Regions from separate parts of the Rattus norvegicus genome. Here regions 2 and 3 are each linked to region 1. The links are chromatin contacts, called in public Hi-C maps. All regions are on one chromosome and are shown on one strand. The core of a region is the stretch at or near the end of the contact, and the rest is flanking DNA. Distances in the headings are between cores, read along the strand shown.

Evidence for each region. A called contact is a pair of places that touch in the nucleus more often than the background predicts.
Region 2: a Hi-C map of frontal cortex shows a contact between it and region 1, with 2.7 times the contacts expected there. The contact joins two enhancer-like sites. A contact is called at or near these places in 5 of 12 Hi-C or Micro-C datasets (the A7r5 cell line, Schwann cells, frontal cortex and 2 more) and 1 of 1 datasets of contacts at active chromatin or transcription factors (oligodendrocytes).
Region 3: a contact with region 1 is called in a Hi-C map of Schwann cells, with 6 times the contacts expected there. The contact joins two enhancer-like sites. A contact is called at or near these places in 1 of 12 Hi-C or Micro-C datasets (Schwann cells) and 1 of 1 datasets of contacts at active chromatin or transcription factors (oligodendrocytes).

What each region holds. Positions count from the first base shown.
Region 1 is chr1:52,747,902-52,751,366 of GRCr8, forward strand. The region is part of intron 4 of Pacrg (parkin coregulated); the gene reads left to right. Among named protein-coding and RNA genes, the nearest start is that of Cahm, 190 kb to the right of the region's middle. Within about 2 kb of position 1,335, at least 52 of the 93 cell types and tissues checked have an H3K27ac peak or open chromatin away from gene starts, as enhancers often do. A contact at or near this core is called in Schwann cells, where this site is marked.
Region 2 is chr1:53,055,657-53,059,459 of GRCr8, forward strand. No RefSeq gene overlaps it. Among named protein-coding and RNA genes, the nearest start is that of Qki, 120 kb to the left of the region's middle. Within about 2 kb of position 1,890, at least 9 of the 93 cell types and tissues checked have an H3K27ac peak or open chromatin away from gene starts, as enhancers often do.
Region 3 is chr1:52,239,728-52,243,231 of GRCr8, forward strand. The region is part of intron 1 of Prkn (parkin RBR E3 ubiquitin protein ligase); the gene reads right to left. Among named protein-coding and RNA genes, the nearest start is that of Prkn, 190 kb to the right of the region's middle. Within about 2 kb of position 1,829, at least 6 of the 93 cell types and tissues checked have an H3K27ac peak or open chromatin away from gene starts, as enhancers often do. A contact at or near this core is called in Schwann cells, where this site is marked.

The DNA of each region.
Region 1 (3,465 bases), core at 85-2,584:
CGTCTGACACCAGAGCCCTAGGGAAGTAGATGGGCCTTGTAGCTTAGAGACAGGACACTAGAATGAGCCTCTCTCAGCGCTGAGTGGGCTCATGATCTCAGTCCTGCTTTAGAGTTCTAGACAAGGGTTTGCAGTGGTGAGTCTTAACAGAAGCTTGACAGCAGAAAGCATAAGCCTAACCTCTTTTGGGTCCCCAGTTGTTACCAAGGTAAGGATCCCTCAGCCCTAACTCCAAGGCCTCAGCCAACTGTGCAGTGACAAAGTTTCAAAGTCACATGGAACTTCAGATTGGAGTCTATAGAGTGAGTGCCTGGTGGACAGAAGCCCTGGAGGGCAGCGAGGACGGTAATGTCAGTCCAGGCTAAAGATGCAGAGACAAGGAAGGCATAACCTTGCTCAGAAGCACTGGCTCCGTATTCCCTGCATGCAGGCGGAACCCTTAGGGTTCTGGGGGAGCGGGGAGGAGGATGAGCAGCCAACAGGAACCATGGGAAAGCTTGATAGAAACAGGGACTCACTCAAAAGTGCACTGCTAGCAGCAAGTGACCATATTCCTTCAGTTACCTGTCATCTATGTACTGGTGGCTTAGCAGTACAGGGTCCCAGAAATCCATCCTAAAGGGACAAAGCTTCAGTCTTAAGGATGCTACTTTCCTGTGGGGAAAAACATACCAGAACTCCAGAACCCCACATCCTTAAAGCACCTGGATGTTAGGGAAAGCTCTGGAGAATCAGCTAAGGGCAGCAGATGAGGGACATCATGTCCAGTCCAGGTGTCCCTGAGGAATTCAGAGTTAAGGCTTCGAGGATTGCCCCGTGGCTTAGTCAGGGTGACTATTGCTGTGATAAAACACATGATCAAAAGCAACTTGAGAGGGAAAGTTTTATTTGGCTCACAATTCCACATCAAAGTCCATCCTCAAGAACAGGAACTCAAGCAGGAACCTGGAGGCAGGAGCCGATGCAGAGACCACGCACAATAACAGTGTTGTGCACAATGCTGCTTACAGGCTTGCTCCCCGTGGCTTGCTCCCCGTGGCTTATTCCCCATGGCTTACTCCCCATGGCTTACTCCCCATGGCTTGCTCAACCTGCTTTCTTGCAGAGTCCAAGATTTCCAGCCCAGGGATGCAACCACCCACAATAAGCTGGGCCTTCCTAGATAAGTCTCTAATTAAGAAAATGCCCTACAGGCTTGCCTGCAGCCTGATCTTAAGGAGGCCTTTTGTCCATTGAGATTCCCTCCTCTCAGGTGACTCTAGCCTGTGTGAGTTGGCATAAAGCTAGCCAGCACAGCACAGCCAAGTCCAACTGATAGGAAAGACCAGGCACAACCATCACTGCAGAGCCCTGGAGAGTGGGCGGGGAAGCGCTGGGAGACTAACTGTAGGACAGAGTAGAAGAGAAAGGGGAGAGAATGAAGGGGCTTCAGTGGATCAGCACCCCATTAGCTTACTTTTACAAACACAGTTTTAAATCCAGAATGGGCTGGGGAGGGAGGGACTGAGCTAATATAATACAAGTTTTCTTATTTGAAGTTTTTGCTGGTTTTACTAAGAAACCCCTTTGATTCGATGGAAACACAAACTGAATGTAAAAGAAACGCCTGTGTGGGTAACACGGGGGTGCCTTGGCCACCGTGGCTGGAGTGGGTCCCAGGACGTCCCTGCTCTGCGAGGGGCATGTGAGAGTGTTTTGTGCTGCTTTCCTGTGCATCTGGCAGGGGAACAGTGGCTCTGTCTTCTCCCAGGCTGTCTGCACTGACTGCCTTGCCTGTTCCGTTTGCCCTGCCCGACGACGACGGCAAGAGCAACAACAAAAATGTAGATTAGAATCAACCCTTTATTTCGGCGTCAGTGAAAGGATTATTTAGTTAATTGGTATATTGATATCCCCAAACTGCTCACTGTGCCAAGTTATTAAGAATAGGCAGGCGAGGGGCAGATTAAACTTTGGATCACCTGTTCCTTCGGGCAAAACACATCAAGCAAATTGACTGCAACCAAATGTCATATTATTTACATGGCGTGCACAATTTATTTCCTAAAAATGTGCTCCAGACAAAAGATGTGAGTTTGCTCTTAAGCATATAATAGGCCCCACTTAATAACAAACCTCTCCTATGTACCCTTCTCTATAATTAAATCATATGGAAAAATGTCACAAAGCAAAATAAAATGTATTTATTTCAGCCATATCTTCCCACAGCACGACATGAGATCTGAAAAAAGAGTCACTAAGCATTTTTCTGCCATCTGTGCTGGTAGGGGCTACATCTCCCAGCCTGTCACTGTAAAATGTTACATTTGGAATTAAGCATAGTCTCCTTATTACTGTCTAGTGTCTGGCTGGATGAGCACACAATCAGAATTCCTTAACTGACACAATATTTTTCCCTTCTTACTTGTTATTTTGTAGCAAAAGCCAGTCTGCCATAATGCCTTTTTCTGAACTTGCATTGTGCCAAAAGAGAGAAGTCATTACAAAAATTCATTTGTTAAAATCTCCTCCATGCCATTTCAACTGAAGAAAATAAGTTGCAGTGTTTTCCAACAATTGCAGTTTCTCTTAAGCACAGTGTGTGTCCCTGTGACAACGTGGCCCATGTGCTAGGTGAGCCTTGCAATCCCCCTTTCGCTGTTAGCTTAGGAATCACCAAGTTCTGGTTCAGTCCCTTGACATTCAGACAAAGCCTAAAGGTTAGGCTTGGCTAGGCTGTGGCTAGAATTCACAAGAACTTCAAGGGTTGGTTTGCTTTTTCCTGTAGTCAGCAAAGATCAGTGCACAGCGTGTCTGTGAGACGTGAAGCCCCGTCCAGTCTTCCTGGGCCACGTGCTTGGTTCAGGAAGTGCCAGGGGCCCAGGCTAAACACCAGCAGGACACATCTTTTATCACTGAGGCTCCCCGAGAAGACGGCTGGCATACTGTTGTTTCGAGACTCACTCGCGGTCATGAGCTGGTCCAGTGGTCCAGTTACAAGCCAAAAGCACCTGATCCTGCTCATCTGTCTTCCCTACTCCACAGCATCCATATTAAAAATTCCAACCCCATTAAATTAATCAAGTGCAGTTTACTTGACAGGAATTTCAGATACAATTGTATCATTTTGATCTTGATTATACAGAAAAATTATGGTTTTGCTGAAGTGGAAAAACTGTACATTACTTAGTTTGTCCCAGAGTAAAGGGCTACATTCACATAATAAACTATCTGAATTCTGTCCAAACTCCAAGAAGAGGAAAGTGTCCACGTTTTTTAAGACCCACTCTTTCTTTAGTGCTTAAAATATTTTAGTAATATTTTTACTGGATCACACTCACCCCAGTTTGCACATAATAATTGCATAATCTATGGAGTATAAGGTGGCATATTTTACTTGTATACAGTGTCATATTCAGAGCCGGGTCAGCAGGTCTGTTGTGTCTGCCTAGTCATACCTTAGCCCTTTCTCCACAGTGAGAGCAC
Region 2 (3,803 bases), core at 640-3,139, 310 kb after region 1:
GAGTAGGTTAGGAAGTTTGCAAGAAACTAAGAGCCTTGCAGTGCATTATAGAAGTTTCTGTGATCTGAATCTAAATGATAAAAAGGAGTGGAGAGATGTCTCAATGGTTAGGAGTGCTCATTGCTTTTGCAGAGGACCCAAGTTTAGTACCTGAATCAGGTGGCTCACAGCTACCTGTGACTCCAGCTCCAGGAGATCTGACATTTTCTGAATGCCATAGGCACCTGCACTCATACCAACAGAACTAAAATTAAAATATGGGAGGGGATAGAGAGATGGCTCAGAGAGGTTAAGAGTCTTTACTGCTTTTACAGAGGACTCAGATTCAGTTCTCAGCATCTACATCAAGGTGGCTCACAAATGCATGTAACTCCAGTTCCAAGAGATCTTACACTCTGGTGTACACAGGCACTTACCTGCACACATGTGCCCAGAAACTCATTCTCACACACATAAATAAAAAATTGTAAATAAATCTTTTAAGCATTGTTGGGTGACATGACTTCCTTCAGTCTTGGTCATGCCATAAACTTCAAGAGCAGATGAACCAGGCTTCATTCTGAAGCCACCCAGGGACCTCAACCGTACAAACACTCCAAAACCAAGTGTACATTTTGTGGCTAGGTCTGAAGATGAAACACAGCTGAAAGGAGTGATTAAAGAAATTGCTTCCTGCCAACAGATGAAAGTGTTTTAACCAAAGGGCCAGCAGAAAGTCCTTTAGTCTGAGCTCTAGTAAGACCTGGCTCAATGAAGTCGGACTCACACCACATGAGTTTTTGCATCCAGAGAAATATAAGAAAAGTGAAATGTCACATGCTAAGATGGGAAAAAATAGCAAGCAAGCAAGCAAGCAAGCAAGCAAGCAAGCAAGCAAGGTAGGTAGATAGGTAGGTAGGTAGGTAGGTAGGTAGGTAGATAGATAGATAGATAGATAGATAGATAGATAGATAGATAGATAGATCAATCAATCAAAGAACTTGCAAAGCAGACAAGCAGTAGCACCCCTAGCTGAAATTTCAGAAGGGGATAGCAGAAGTTGTCACCCTGAGATAACATCACAGGAAAGTTTCAAGTACACACCAGAGGACAAATTTGTATTATACAAATGTATAAGTTATGTGCTGAACTACCAGTTGTAGCTCAAGAAATATTTTTAGAAAAAATATTTTAGGGAAAACAAAATTGTTTTGTATTGCAAAGTGCCCGAAAGAAAATGGAAGAATAGAAAGAGAAGACAGATTTGAAGCAAAGGAGGGATAGTGTAAATGCTGGTAAAAGAGGTTAGAGAAAGGACAAGTAAAGTAAGGCCAAGAAGCATTTGAACAAACCTTTGAACAGTTTTCAGTCCCGAAGGAAGGACATAGTGAATATGACAGACCTTTAAATCACTAATGCAGCAAGCTTCCTGAGAGGTGTGGTTGAAATTCATTCGGAAGGACGGTCCCAGAAACTGCCTAGGGGAAACAAATAGAGGGCTCAGCTCTGCGGGGTTGTGTTTTGTCAGTTTGACACAAGCCAGGGTCATCCGGAAGAGGAACCCTCAACTGAGAAAGTAACTCAATCAGATTAGCCTGTGGGAAAGTCTGTGGAGCTTCTTGATTAATGATTGATGTGAGAGGGTCCAGCCCACTGTGGGAGGAGCCATCCCGGACAGGTGGTCCTGAGTTCTATAAGAAAGCAAGCTGGGCAAGACATGGAAAACAAGCCAGTAAATGACGCTCCTTAATGGCTTCTGCTTCAGTTACAGTCTCCAGATTCCTTCTTGGGTTTTGAGTGGGAATGTAAGATAAAATAGTCTTTTTTCCCCAAGTTGCTTTTGGACTGTGTTTCACCACAGCAATAGAAAGCAAACTGAAGACAATGCTCCTCCCACTCACATGTCATCAGAACCAGAGGATGGGCATCTGGACCCAATAAACAAAACTGCCTCCCATGTGTACCAGATGCCAAGCTGGATATGGTGTGTCAGCAAGACTTTGGGTCATCTGCTGAAGGTGGTGCTATTCCACAGCCCCCCTCTTACAACTAATTGTATCTGTAGGAGCATGCTCTCCTCAATAAACCATGGGCTTCTGTTCCTATTCTTTTTCTGCTGAGATGGAGATGCTGAGAACTTAGAAGCCACACCTAACTGAGCCTAGGTCTCTGTGCCCCTGAATACTCACCAAGAAGACAGCTGCCAGCCTGCCTGGGAACACTTAGGCACTGTTTGTTTAAGCCAGTATGTCATGTTTGTGTGTGTGTGTGTGTGTGTGTGTGTGTGTGTGTGTGTGTGCACGTGTGCATTCGTGTAGTATGTATACATGTTCATAGGGGTGTCAGAGATCAACATGACATTAAGTACTTTCTCCTTCCTTTTCACCTTATGAGGTGGGCTCTCTCACTGAACCTGGACTGGCTCGTCGACTTGGACCCCAAGGATACTTCTCTCTCTGCCTCTCCAGCATTGGGATCATAGACTTGTGTAGCCACATCTGGCTTTTACTTGGTGCTAGGAATCCAAACACAGGTGCTCAAACCTGCTAGGCAAGCCTGAACTATGTCCCTAGACCATAAGTAACTGTGTGTTTGGTATAATGGCTAGTGGTATTCCAGAAACATATATAGTGTTCTTATTTCAATTGGTTACTATGACAAATTCCATGACAAAATGCAACCCCAGGGAGGATCCTTTATTTCAGCTTACAGGTTATGGTCCATTATTGCAAGAAGTCAGGACACGAACTTAATCAGGAACTGGAAACAGAAGCCATGGAGGGATGCTATTTACTGGCTCCTGCACATTTTCATGCTTAGTTAACTTCCGTATACAACCCAAGACAACCTACCCAAGGAATGGTGCACCCACAGTGGACTGGCCCCTCCAAAGTCATTTACCAATCAAGATAGCCCCAACAGGCATGCCCATAGACTAATTTTATCTGAGAAATTTCTCAATTAAGACCCTTACCAGATGGCTCCAGTTGACTATTAGGAATCTAGGACACATGGTTTCATGAGAAGTGGGCAGATAATTGAGAGAGAGTATTCGTTTCTTATGGCTATTGTCATATTGTCTTTCGCTCTAGAGATGAGAAGCTGGCCTCCTTTAGAGCCAGTATGGTTGATACAAGGCTTGGCATCTTCCTGTTTTATTCTCTCTGACTCTGACCCTCCTGCCTCCCTCCTATTAAGACCTTAGTAATGATATTGAGTCCATTGGATGCTGTGGAATAATCTCCCAGTGCAGATTACCTGAAGGAATCCCATCTGCAAAGTCCATTTGGTGCTGTAAGGTAGCAGTCGGGAATCTAGGGTTAAGGTGTGAGCACTGCTGAATGGTGATGTCATTCTGTCTCCACTGGTGAGACAAAGAAGCATGAATGAGTGAAGAATGGTTAAAAAAAAATAGTGTTTGTATATTGTGTGAAATAGCACGTGTGTATGCACAGAAACAATTTCAAAGGAGAAACTTTTAATAGAATGATTGGAGGCAGAGGGAAATGGAAACATACTGAGGCAAATAGTAAGCTAGTTAGCTTCTCACAGCACACAGGAAGCAGTATTAATAAGGACCTATTCTGTAACTGCATGTGTTTTCTTCCAGTTTGAATCTTAGTCCCCTTGATATGAACAGCAGGTAGTAAGCACGTGGATGGGGATTCATTTCCTGTGAGTCCTCAATAGCGCCGCCTCCATGGAGCAGCGCCTGTGACCCGCTCTGGCTCTGCTAAGTGAGGTTTAGAATCTTCCCTCTTGAACTGATACACAGGGTCCCTCTGATCGCCAAGCCTGACTTCTGTCTGTTGTCAGGTAAAGAA
Region 3 (3,504 bases), core at 579-3,078, 510 kb before region 1:
TAGCTCACAGTTGGATGTTACAGTCCATCACTGTAGCAAAGACACAGCGACAGCTGATTACATTGTAACCAGCTATATTCAAGAAGCAGACAATGATGAATGCTTGCCGTCAGCTCACAGTCACCTTTATGTCCAGTGCAATGTCCTCTCCTAGAAAACGGTGCCACTGCCTGGGGGTCTTCTCACCTCAGTTAACCTAATCGAGATAATTCTTTACTGTGTATGCCCAAGGCCCATTCCCACATGATTCTGGATCTCAAGTTGAAAATTGAAATAAACCGTCACAAAGAGTAAGCACTAGAAACCCTTTGGTGTAGGTCTTCCCATACTATTCTACCACTGTGTTATTTGTAGCACACATACATATGATATATATGGGGGTATTTACATAATTGTGTTTTCTTTTCAAGAAAAAACTGTATCATACAAAAAGGGTACACTGTAGTCAGTACTCTACAGCATTCTTTCCAAGGAAGTACCTATAAGTCCACCTCATTACTTCATGGTTTCCTTTGGGTGTTGGCGCAGATGCATTTGTACTTGTGACCCACAACATATTTGTGATGACAGCTTCTGGGAATTGATTACTTCCTTCCGCCATTTTGAGGCAGAGTGCCCCTTGTTTCATGTAGCTGGCCCAAGAGCAGGCTTTCCTGGTGATGCTTAATCCCACTGAGGTACCTCACCAGCTGCCATATCTCCTAGTTCTTTGTCACCTTCACATCCCATGTATCTTACCTGTGTAAACATTCTTCTGATTGCCTGTTTCTCATGATTAAGAATACTGCCGTCATGAATGTATGTCACTGAACTATTACTTGGCTGATTTCTGTAGGACAAAACATTCTAAGTGAACTTTCAGAGTTTGTAAATATAGCCATTAATTTATCGTGAGTGCTGGGGATTGGATGCAGGCCCTCACGCATGCTAGACAAACACTCTGCCACTGAACTACACGCCAGTCTCTGAATTTTTGTTAAGTATTATTAAAATGGATTACTTATTATCCAAACATTTATGCTTTCTGTTCATACCCACAAGAAATAATATTTTAAGAACCTACTTACATGTTGATAACATTATAGGGAAAGTACTATAAAATGTGATTTCATGCAATGGATAGGGGTGAGTTCTAAACCAATCAATGTATTAAATGACAATGCAACTACTCAGGCTTTCAAACTCCAACAGTACATGAAGTCTAACTTAACAAAAAATGATACTCCAGCTGAGAATGGCATATTTCACGAGTTAGATGGAGAAGGGTAATGGTTCAATAGTTGTCTGCATTTCCATTGCCTAATGCAGACTGACAACATCACAGGTGATACAGAGGAGAAGAGGAAGAGGAGGGCAGGAGAGGACATCATTGATTGCAACTGCTCTCTTAGAAAGTTTGGCTATTCTTTCTTTCAGTTAATTAATTAACAATTCATGCCTTAATTAACAATTCATGCCTTCATCCTTCAGGGCAAAGACCTGATGGGTGCTTTCCTGAAGTAGCAGAGTTACCCCTCCCTGTCTGTGGCACACTGTTTCTAGAATCTTTGCCAATACCAAGGTGTATGGACATACAGAATCCTTAAATAAAAATCAGTGTTACCTATAGACTATGCACATCCTCCCATATACTGTAAGTCATCTCTAGATTACCCATAATGCACAATACCATGTAAAAGGCTACACAGATGAAATATTGTGTTCTTCAGGGTAATGGCAAGAGAAACGGACCTGCATAGACTGAGAGCAGAGCAAAGTATGGCGTGGCTTTACACTGTGAGGGCCAGCAACAGCACAGCTTTCTTCACGAGGCAACTACTGAACAAAGCTACACACAGCCATCTGTACTCCCTCTGTCCCCAACGTGTCCCCTCACCCACAGCAGAGAATGGTCCTGGAACAGTGGCCTTTTTAGATTCTCTGCCCCTGCTTTCAAGATTCTTTTTACATGAATTCATTTTCTCTATTAGAAAAACAAGCACATGACAAATGGACAAACCACAATACATTAAAAGCCACACAAAGATTTCTGGGGGAAAATTCCAAACTAATGAGTTTGAGTTCTTAGAATCGGTGGTTTTTACATGTGAATTTCATAGACAGAGAAATTAGAGGGACAGTGAACAATTGAACATGGACTCATTGATCATTTATTCTAACAAAAACAGTTTTTACAAAACACCACCTAACATAGGCAGGGTCCTAGGTTCCATCTCTAGGGACATCACACACACACACACACACACACACACACACACACACACACACACACACATACACACAGCCAAAGCACATAGAAAAACTATTTATAAAGGAATGTCTGGTTTGGAGCCCCCCAAAGCATTGCTCTCACCAGTCAGTGTTCCACGACAAACACAGATGCTGAATCTTTACCAAGTGTTTAAGAATCTCACAAACACTTAGGAACTGCTGGTTCACAGAGCTCACTTGTTCTAACAACACCCAGGCTTCCAAAAATTTAGCTATCTCAGCAATCAAAATTCTGTGAGTATAGAGAATCCAGTCAGTTTTACCTATTTCTGCTCAGTCTTTTTTCCTTCTTTGCCTTATTAAGTCAATGAGGCTCTCTAGACATGCATATTTTATATCAAATTCAGGAAACAGCCATATCCCACAAACTATATGGAATCTCTCTATCTCCCCAGATTTGTCCCTAAAAATGAAATGACTGCAAAGCAGCCTGTGCACACAGGCAAAACAGAGCCATTCTCATCCTGGGCTTGCCCTTACCCACTGAGGCTTGGGAGCTGCAGGTCAGAAGAAGCACCAGGGCTCAGACTCAGTGTTATGCCCCCTTAGCTACCTGCTATAAATATGTACTCAAAAGCAACCTGACCTAATAGGGATGAGACTGCAGACTGTGGTACCCAGTGGTCTGTGTAAATGTGGCTCTGCCACTTATCACTCTGTTCCGACAGGTGACTTTATCACTTTATCCAAAATGGAGAACACTGCCAATCCTGAAATGACTAAATGAGCAATGTCACATAGGAAGGACGTGGGAGCATCGGAAACTCCCACACCATGTTGCTAACTGGGATTCGCCCCTCTCAGTTCTCCAGGCGTTAAGAAGCCTTTAGTGTGCAATGTGAGGTCCTGCTGCCTGTTGCTTGCGTCTCTGTGGGAAAGCCAGGTATAAAGAAGATGGAACTGAAGTTTTCTGATAAGCCCTCAAGGGGAGGGCAGGAGGGCAAGATGCTGAGGGGCTCCCCGGAGTCTGAGGCCTACTGTGCCATTGAGAAGGGAGTCCTGGGGACTGGGGCACTGTAGCACTGGAGAAAAGGAAGGGGATTTCAAAGATGGAGAACTCCCCTCTCCCCAACCGTCTTCCCTTCTTCCTCTTCTCTTTCTTCCTCTACTTTAAAATGCCAACTACTCCAAATAGGGTGATAAGAAAGAAGCCCACGGATCTGTCTCAGACAAAGTATGAGCCCCTCCAACACACAGCTCCTTCAATCTCTATGAGACAATGAATGGTTTCAT